Linked DNA regions of Sus scrofa: regions 2 and 3 are each linked to region 1. Evidence: chromatin contacts called from public Hi-C and promoter capture Hi-C data. All regions are on one chromosome and are shown on one strand. The core of a region is the stretch at or near the end of the contact, and the rest is flanking DNA. Distances in the headings are between cores, read along the strand shown. Region 1 has its middle 95 kb from the start of SLC2A1. Region 2 overlaps ZNF691 (zinc finger protein 691). Region 3 holds the start of ZNF691 (zinc finger protein 691).

What was found. Promoter capture Hi-C pulls out the DNA fragments that hold promoters and counts their contacts. Hi-C and Micro-C count contacts between places; a contact is called where the count stands out from the background.
Region 2: a Hi-C map of fetal liver shows a contact between it and region 1, with 2.3 times the contacts expected there. The contact joins two enhancer-like sites. A contact is called at or near these places in 3 of 5 promoter capture datasets (fetal liver, fetal skeletal muscle and skeletal muscle), 34 of 47 Hi-C or Micro-C datasets (adipose tissue, alveolar macrophages, blood and 15 more) and 2 of 2 datasets of contacts at active chromatin or transcription factors (alveolar macrophages and skeletal muscle).
Region 3: a contact with region 1 is called in a promoter capture Hi-C map of fetal liver, with 3 times the contacts expected there. The contact joins the promoter of ZNF691 here to the enhancer-like site in region 1. A contact is called at or near these places in 3 of 5 promoter capture datasets (fetal liver and liver), 23 of 47 Hi-C or Micro-C datasets (adipose tissue, alveolar macrophages, blood and 13 more) and 2 of 2 datasets of contacts at active chromatin or transcription factors (alveolar macrophages and skeletal muscle).

The regions. Positions count from the first base shown.
Region 1 is chr6:168,439,263-168,442,243 of Sscrofa11.1, reverse strand. No RefSeq gene overlaps it. Among named protein-coding and RNA genes, the nearest start is that of SLC2A1, 95 kb to the left of the region's middle. Within about 2 kb of position 1,378, at least 7 of the 83 cell types and tissues checked have an H3K27ac peak or open chromatin away from gene starts, as enhancers often do. A contact at or near this core is called in fetal liver, where this site is marked.
Region 2 is chr6:168,571,866-168,575,141 of Sscrofa11.1, reverse strand. The region is part of intron 2 of ZNF691 (zinc finger protein 691); the gene reads left to right. Among named protein-coding and RNA genes, the nearest start is that of ZNF691, 23 kb to the left of the region's middle. Within about 2 kb of position 1,506, at least 1 of the 83 cell types and tissues checked has an H3K27ac peak or open chromatin away from gene starts, as enhancers often do. A contact at or near this core is called in fetal liver, where this site is marked.
Region 3 is chr6:168,595,021-168,598,309 of Sscrofa11.1, reverse strand. ZNF691 (zinc finger protein 691) reads left to right here and starts at 1,859. Exons shown (of 3, transcript XR_002345245.1): 1 at 1,859-1,999. ERMAP (erythroid membrane-associated protein) reads left to right here. Exons shown (of 13, transcript XM_021096912.1): 13 at 1-1,788.

The DNA.
Region 1 (2,981 bases), core at 129-2,628:
GATCCCTGATTCTTAATGAAGCAGTTTTTAAAAATGGACAGTTGAAATGGTATAACACACACACACACACACACACACACACACACACACACACACAGAGTTTTGATTGTAGAAATAAAACATGCTTCTGTATAAATTTAGAAACACATACGAAAGTACAGGGAGGCAACACAAAACGTATCTGTAATTCTGCCACCCAGAGATACGCATTTTTACCTTGTATATTAATATTTTAATTTTACAGTGTGTATCACGACCTTCCACTTTTTTCCTCTGCTGATATTCAGAGACAGAAAGCGGGGTCATGTGCGCCCCGTTTGGCACATCCCTTGTTCATTCAGCAACACGCTTTGGCTGATTTTCCATGGTAATACCTATGCCTCGAGATGCTTCCTCTTTTAGCACAGTCCAGTCAGGGAGGCAAGCCAAGGATGGGATCCTGCGACGGTGAATCAGAGCTGGGCAATGGCTTAGATGGGGCTGTGGTCACCACACCGGACAGGAGCCCACCGGCCGGGCTCATGGAGTCCTGGATCCGGTGACCTCCGGCTCCCCTCTGGCTCACATGAGTGAGGTGTTTGCTCTCTGGACCTCAGAACACGTGCCAGAGTCACAAAAGGGTTATGAGTGAGTCTTTGAGGTCAGCTGCCAACACTGTGGATGGTGGAGAGAGAGGAGGAGAAGATAAACGGTGACCATCACGCTTCTGCGGGTCAAGGAGCCTCTTTCAGCTTCAGTTTCTTTCTTTCTCTTTCCTTCTTCCTCCCTCCCTCCATCTCTCTTTGCCTGCCTGCCTTCCTTCCCTCCTTCCTTCCACACTCACAGCATGCAAAGTTCCTGGGCCAGGGGTGGAACCCCAGCTGCTGCAGTCAGATTCCTAACCCACTGTGCGATAGCGGGCACTCCCAAACCTCAGTTTCTCCATCTGAAGAATGAAGCAGTCACGTTCGCTTTCTCTGCCCGCCAGGACTGTGGTGACATTCCGATGGGATGCACTGGCACGATGCCCGAGAACAAGGACTATTGGGACAGTATTTGGACCCACAGGATCCCACTTGTCATCCCAGCAACCCTATGAGGTACATACTATTTTTGCACCGGATTTTTCCGGGTGAGGAAACCGTGGCTTGCAGAGGTCATTTGTTCAAGGTCACGGGTAGGAAATGGCAGAGTCGGATTCAAGCCCAGGTCTCTCGTTTACCAATGGCATGGGTCTCTACACTGCTTCATTCTGATGTGTGGCGTGGGCCTGAGCAGGAGCGGGGATCAGAAGGGCCCTGGGAGGTGGGCCTTGGCCCCCTTGGTTTAGCTGTTGTCGGCCTAGGCACCATCACCGGTGGGGAGTGGCTGCCCTCTGTTGTTCTAAATGCGACTTGTCCCGACAGAAAGGAGAGGGAACAAGCTGCTTGCTGCAGAAGCGGAGTGGGATGACCTTGGGATAACCCCAACGGGCCCTTTCAGGGTTGGGGGCTCAGGGGAAGTTAGTGTACGCCCACATCTCACTGGATACGAGACTGTGGAGCAGAGGGCACTGGCAGACGCTTCATCGATTTCAGCCCCCATCTGCCTCTCAGCTGGGGGTCATTTTACAGGGTAAGTGGCCACATTCTGTTTCTGACTCAAGTGCTAGTTAGAAGGGTGTCACATTATTATTATTCTTTAAACTCTACATTAATGTTTCATAGGCACTTCTGTATCCATGTGACAACGCAACGGAAGAAAATAGAATTGTTGCCAACCCTTATGGGGCAGTTTTTACTCTGGGCAGATGTCATTGGACTGGCATCAGATTGCAAAGTGGTGCAGGCAAGGATGTGGCCTTTCATGGGCTTTCTCACGTGTTAGCTTGCTTTATAGTTACCAGAACCCTATGAAGAAGTTTTTTGTTTTTGTTTTTGTCCTTGCTTACAGCATGTGATGGAGGTTCCCTGGGCCAGGGACTGACCCCATGCCATAGCAGCGACCCGAGCTGCAGCAGTGACAACGCTGGATCCTTAACCTGCTGTGACACAAGGGGATTCCTTTTTTTTTTTTTTAATGAAGAAGTTATTTATGGTCATTTTGCATGTGAGAAAATAGGCTCAAGTCATCCGTCTAGTCTGAAGCTGAACTTTCCAAGATGCCACATCGCCCCCCTGTGGCAGCCTGGGGGGTTACTCAGTAAATACGCTCCAGCAGCAAGCCCCCTGAAATCTTCCACATCCAAAGATGTGCTTGGTTCTTTGTGACTGGAGAGGACTGATGCAATAGCTGCCCTTCATTTTGGAAAGAATATTCCATAATGTTCTATAATTATCGCTACTTGATCTTCCAAAGCCTTGCCTTCCATAGGCCGCTGAGTCTAGCCAATTACAGGTGATAATTTAAGGAACTACGTGCCATGGATTAGCGGTGTTAGAGCAGGCGCTGGCGAATTTTATCTTTAAAGGGACGGTCAGTAAACATTTTAGGCTTTGCGAGGCATAAGGTTCCTTCACAGCTACTCAATTTTGCCATCGTGGTGGGAAACCAGCCATTGGCCGCACATAAATGAATGGACATGCTGTGTGTTCCCCTAAAGCATCATTTACAAAAATAGGAGGGGGGCCCGACAGTTGTTGGCCAACTTCTCCCCTAAAGGAGACAGTCCTTCTAAGGTAAAGGACAAGTTATGTATGTATGTATGTATTTCTCTTTTTGTCCTTTCAGGGCAGCACCCGTGGCACATGGAGGTTCCCAGGCTAGGGGTCAATCGGAGCTACAGCTGCTGGCCTGCACCACAGCCACAGCAACGTGAGATCTGAGCCGTGTCTGCGACCTACACGGCAATGCCGGATCCTTAACCCACTGAGCGAAGCCAGGCATTGAACCTATGTCCTCACGGGTGCTTGTCGGGTTCATTGCCGCTGCACCGGGACGGGAAGTCTGGTAAAGGACAAGTTGTTGCTTCTCACTGCAAAGAAAGGGGCACACCACGTGGCTGTATTTTGAAGGTGGCATTT
Region 2 (3,276 bases), core at 257-2,756, 130 kb before region 1:
CTCTTTCCCCTCATGATGCAAGGTGGCTGGAGCTCTCCCTCTGGACTCAAGTATATAGCTTAAAAATGTGGCTGCCTCTCCCCCAGTGTTCCCGCAAGAGGGTCATTGCCTCTCATTGACTATGATTAGCCATGGGTCTGCTCTGGAACCATCATCGTGACTTAAGAAATGTGATGTTTTCACGGCCATGCCTGGAGTTGCAGGTTGACCCTCCTCCCCCAAATTGGTGGTGGAGTCAAATCTGCCACAAACATATGGGCTGAGAGTAGGGAGAGAACATTCCTCCTGAGGATGGGTGATTGGATGACAGGCAGCAAAAACAGATTCCACTGTGGTGGGCAAACTTCTCTCTTCAATTTCTTGAGATGCCTCACTATATCATTCACGTGTACTGCCGTCATATGGCCTTTCTTTTGGCCAGGAATCACGACACCACAGTGGAACCTAACTGTGTATCCTTTATTCTTCCCAGGATTGCATTTTGAGGGCAGGGATGTCTGTTTTGCCTTTCTTCAGTGACTGACATAAAAGTTGTTCAGGGACTTGTCTAATTAAACCAGATTGCAGGAGCCTGGGTTTGTTAGCCTCAGAAAAGAAATAAGCGAGATGGCAAGATGGGGACGTGTCCCGATGGTATTGTGGGTGGTAGCCATGTAGAGTAACGAGCGTACGTCAGATGCGCCAGACACTTCTTGATAACCTCTTTGTGTTAGGCTGCTTCCTGTTGGGGACAGTGTTCCAGTGGCCTCCACGGAGCAGCCAGTCTAGGCGGAAGGTGTTGGTTTTGTCCCGGATCCAGGTTAGAATGGGCCACCGTAGAGCCCTTGGTAATGGGTGGCATCCTGGAGAGCGTTGGGGTTGTCGTGTGGAGTGTTGGTTGGGTTTAAGGTTAATCGTTTCCACTTATTGAGCACCCCATCAAGTTCCTGATTCTCAAGGCCTGGAGCATGGGGACAAGCAGGTCAGAGGCTTCCAGACTAGGTCCAGGTCCTGACTTAGGGTTAAAACCCCCACTTCAGAGTGTGAAGAACCTAGCCATAAATAGACCTTAATGCTCACAAGACCATAGACAAAGGGGCAAACTGGAACAAAGCAGAGGCCCTGCTTCCAGACACCCAAAGGAATGGAGCATTGTCCCAGAGACAGTATATCTGCAGACACGGAAAGGGTACAGCTCAGTTCCAGAGGGAGGGTGTGTAGGAAGCCTAAGCTTGAGACTGAAATGAAGCTGACCATGCTTTTCACATGCTGTTCAGAGGAAGGACATCTTTATCAAACTGCACCCGTGCCGAGAACCTGGCTGTGGTCATTCAGAAGAAAGAAGAAGGCTTCCTTAGGAAGTGTGGGAAAACAGGAGCAGAGCTGGAGAAGGAGCCATTCAGAATGCTCTGTGAGAGAACAGCTCATTCCGTTTCCCCTCTGCCTTCCTGCAGAGAGAGACTAGTGATGGAAGGCAGCCCACCCTGACACATATCTCAGTGTATGTGGGTCTGAGATAAACCTGGAGAGCTTCCTGAGAGGGATGAGGGACTAGCCTGTCTTCCTGGTCGAATGGAAGCCCTGCTGCTGTATGTGGGCCCAGGACAGCTGCCCATCACTCATCCCTCAAAGCCTGCCAGATGCTCTCCTTGGCCAGATGTCCCAGGCTGGGGATGGAAGAGACCCTGTATAGGGAGCTGGCACCCTGTTGGCATAACAGGGGCAGAGTGAGCAAACAAAATCACAAGGGAAGCCAGAAGAATACTCAATCTGAGCCCTCCAGAAAAGCGGTCTTCAGACTGGATATGCATACTCCTAGGCGTTCACAAAAACTTTCCAAGGAGTATGTGAGCATATTTAGTTTAAAGGGCATCTATATAAAGAGCCTCAGCTTCCAGGTGTACTCGTTACAAAAATTAACCTGCCCGAGAGGAGTGGTGTTAGCAAGGTAGTGGGATAGGAAGCCTCAGACTTCCTTCTTCGACAGAGACATTAACTTACAGTGTGCAGTCCAAAAAGCCTTTATGAGACTTCCAGAAACCAGTTAAGAAGTCGCAGTACCCAGACAAGCTAAAAGCCAAGAACAGCTGCATTGAAGCAGATAAGAGGAAGCATTGCATTTCACCCGCAATAGCCCTTCTCCCAAGCTGGCACAGCTTGGAGCACTCAGGAATAGAAGAGAAACCATGGAGTGGGTGCTCTCAGATCACAGCGGAACTAAGCTAGAAATCAACAACAGGAAAATAGCTCTGTCATCCAAAATACATGGAAATTAAAGTAGTAAATAAGCTTTAAATAATACAAAACTTCTGAACAACACATGGGCCAAAGAAGAAACATCAAGAGAAATTTTACAATATTTTGAACTAAATGAAAATACAACTTACCAAAATTTGTGGGACATAGCAAAAGCAGTGCTTCGATGGCATTGAATCTAATATATTAGAAATATATATATATTAGAATATATGTGCATGTGTTTATAAATATAAATATATAAGAAATCTAACTTAGTAGAAAAGAGGAAAGATCTAAAATCAATAATCTAAGCTCTACATTTGGAAATTAGAAAAAGAAAATTAAATCCAAAGAAGGCAGAAGAAAAGAAAAGAAACAATGCAAAATTAGACCAGAAACGAATGAAAGTGAAAATAGGACATCCATAGAGAAAATTAACAAAACCAAAAACTCATTCTTTGAAAAGGTGAATAAAATTGATATGTCTCTAGCTAGGCTAAGAAAAAAGAGGACACAAATCACTAATATCAGAAGTGAAAAGGGGGACATCTGATCTCATGGACACTGAAAAAGATAAAGGAATTTTATGAGCAACTCTGTACCCACAAATTTAATAACCTAGATGAAATGGACCAATTCCTTGGAAGACATAAACTATCAAAACTCACATTAAGAGGAAACAAACAATCTGAGTAGGCTTATATTTATTAAAGAAATTGATCAATATTTAAAAAACTTCCCCAAACAGAAAACACCAGGCCCAGATGGCATCACTGGTGAATTCTACCAGATATTTAAGGAAGAAATTATATCGATTTCTAATTTCTTCCAGAAGGTAGAATCAAGAGGGACTACTTCCTAACTCATTCTATGATATCAGCATTAATACCCTAATACCAAAACTAGACAAAGAACTTTCAAAAAAGAAAACTTCAGAAGTAGGGAGTTCCCGTCGTGGCACAATGGTTAACAAATTCAACTAGGAACCATGAGGTTGCGGGTTCGATCCCTGGCCTTGCTTAATGGGTTAAGGATCTGGCGTTGCCGTGAGCTGTGGTG
Region 3 (3,289 bases), core at 610-3,109, 160 kb before region 1:
ACCCACGAGACCTCATGGTATAATTCCGATTTGAAGGCTGAGAGGCTTGCGACCTAGGCAAAACCAATATTGCTGTTTGAGTTTGAAAGTAGGAAAAAGGTTGATGGTTCACTCAGTCTGAAGGCTGTTAGGCAGGAGGAATTTTCTCTTACTTGGAGGAGTGGTCAGCCTTTTGGTTCCATTCAGGCCTTCAACTGATTGGATCAGGTCTACCCACATTAGAGAGAGCAATCTACTGTCCCCTGGCTACCTACCAATTTGGATGTCAATCTCATCCAAAAACCCTTACAGAATTGCTCAGACTGATGTTTGACCAGATGTCTGGGCACCCCACAGCCCAGTCAAGGTGACACATATAATTAACTATCACAGCACCCAAGTGGAATTTGTCGTTTGCTTTTGTGCAGTCCTTAAATAAAAGTTTGGTATTCATCCTGTTATTTTCACTGTGAATCCGAAGTTGTGGGGAAAGGCTTTGGGCTAGCAGGAGGAAAGCATGTGATAGGATTGGTTTTTGGGCAGCCTTGATTCCACTCAGGTAAGTTTTACCCGCAGTTAAACATAAAGCCACAGTTTGCTTCTGAGTCTCTGCCTTCTTAGGATTTCATTTATATCAGTTTATAAAATAGTTGCAAATATGGGTCCTTTATATTTCCCTCATCCATATTCAGTTTCAAACATACTTTCGTGAGCATCCCAATCTTAAAATTGATTCACATTGTTCACACTGGCTGCACCCAAGAAAACTTAACAGCAGGAAAGAGAACTGACATTTGTGGAGGCAGAAGCTTTACATATATTAACTTATTTAATCTCTACAAAAATAATTCTGCCAGCAATTTTATAGGGGAAGGAAATAATGCTCTAAAGGGTTATGTAGTAGAACTGGGATGATAAATCTAGTGTTTCTAGCTCTGAAGATGATACTCCTCTTTTTGCACTGAACTACTCTGAAGATATGAAAGACCTGTAGAATTTTAGCCTACATATTCAATTAGACTTTTTTTTTTAAAGTTAAACCCGGAAAAAAAAAAAAAAAAACCCTAATCCTGGATATGCCTTAGTGGTCTTCTTGTGTCTGGATTGAGGAATGAACAGTCAGGTTTAATTTCAAAGCACCCAGAAAAATCCCTCTGCAGGGGCTTTGGAAAACTGAAGGTAGTTTCTTGGGCAGGAAACCTTTAGCTTCTCTGACAAATGGACTGGATTGGTTGATCTTTAAACCCTCTTCAGGGAAGACACAAATTAGGAGTATGGGATTAACAAATACAAACTGCTATACATAAAACAAAAACCCAACAAGTATTTACTGTATAGCACAGGGAATCATACAAAGTATTTTGTAATAACCTATAATTTTGTATAATCTGTAAACAACAACCCCAAATCACTATGCTGTACTCCCACGAAAGTAACAAACTATTACAAATAAACTATACTTGATATTGTTTATAGTCAATACAAACAAACAAACCAATAAATAGACCCCTTTCCGGTTCCACCATCCTTTGACTTTAAATTATGAACCTCAAGTGACGTGCAGAACTCTGGTTTCATGCGATGTCATCAAGGGTCAGAGTAAAGAAATTCTGAGTTCATGACCCCTTGGAGGTCATGAAGGTTAGGTCGACATATTCTACAACTTCCCAGACCGGTGGCCCTGCAAGCTGGGCTTTTAACGCTGGAGCGCAGAAGGAAATCCCAAGACCTTAAAGGGAACCCAGTTTCCATCACTAAATTCTAAACTTTACGAATTTCTTCTCCACGGCCAAAATCTTCGCAGAACTACAACTCCCAGCGGGCCACGCAGGAGGCCAAATCTTATTGGCAGCCTCGCCTGTGCGTTGCGGCATCCAGTGTAGCCAATAGAAAGGAAGGACAATCCTCAGGCACCAATCCTGAAGAGGCAGGGCGGGTCCTTTATGGGTTCCGGTTCCGGCTCCTCCCCCCCGGGGGCCAAACGAGGCGGCGCCGTCCCTGACCCAGCGGCGGGAGCGAGGTGGGTCGCGTTTGGGCCCGAGGACGCGGCGGGGAGGCGCGCATGGCTTCTCGGGGACCTGTAAAAGCACCTCCTTCCCTTTCACCGGGGCGTTGGTGCTCGGGTTTTGCTGCCCGGACCTTGTGGGGAGCAAGTGGGGCCCCACCCCCTGTTCCCTTCCCAGGGCCTGCATGGCCAGGCTGCTGGCCCCAAGCCCCTGCCCTCCCGCCCTAATCCTGTTGGCCTTTGAGTACTCCAGCCCCGCTGTCACTGACCGAACCTTTGGAGTCGGCCTCTCCTCTCGCACCCCTTCGGCCCTAACCCCGCCAGCAGCTCTGAACCCAGCTCGGGTCCTTGGGAGGACGCTTGTACCCTCAGACCCCGCCCCGCCACACACAACCGCGCCTCTTGGGCGGGTCCCCTGACCACCTCCTCGGACCCTCTAACTCTTTTGGTTAACTCTAACTCTGACCCCGTTTCCACCCCCGGTACGATTCCCTGTTCTTTAATGCATTTTCCCCGGACTTTCCAAACTCCTCCTTTCCCCATCCCACCCCCAGCTCTCGACTCCATCCTAAAGATCAAGCTTGGCCCTCCACCTCTAGTCCAGGCCTTTGGTCTTCGGCATCTGTGATGACCAGCCCCACCTTCTTGGCGCTTACGTCTTAGACCTGGTTCCTTTTCCACTCCCTCAATCCCTTCCACCCTTGGGCCTCCCTGTACCTCTGAGCCTCCTGGGAAGATAAGCTCCATGGGCCTCTTTCTCCGCTCCACTCTGAAATGTGATATGACAGTGCCTTTTTACTTTACCTGCCACTGTCTTCTCAGTAAATAGTGGGCTCCCCATCCCTGTCAGTCCCAACCTTGCTCACCCATCCCACAAGACGTGCCTCAAAGACTGCCTTTTCGGTGAAGCTAAGCTGCTCATCCTTGATCTTTAAAGGGAGTTATGCCTGTGTCATCAGACCTTCCCTGGCGTGTTGTTATTTCCTTCTTTCCTTTCTTCCTTCCCTCTTTCTCTCCTCTCCCTCCAATACTGGTGCCATGCTTAAAAGCACTGGCTTTTGAGTGATGGGCATGGGTCTCAGTCCTGCCGCTCCTAGTCCTGCTGTGTGCCCTTGGGCACATTACAGTGTCCCTGCTTCTCCTGGGACATAGCCTTCTACCCTGTATGACAGTTTCTGGAGTTCATGGCCTGTTCGATTGCACTGTACCATAAACTCTTTTAGGGTAGCGACTGTAATCCCAAGTCTTTTTCCTCTTATTTTGACCCAGCATTCAGCCCTGAGTAGAGTCAGAGTTTGATATATG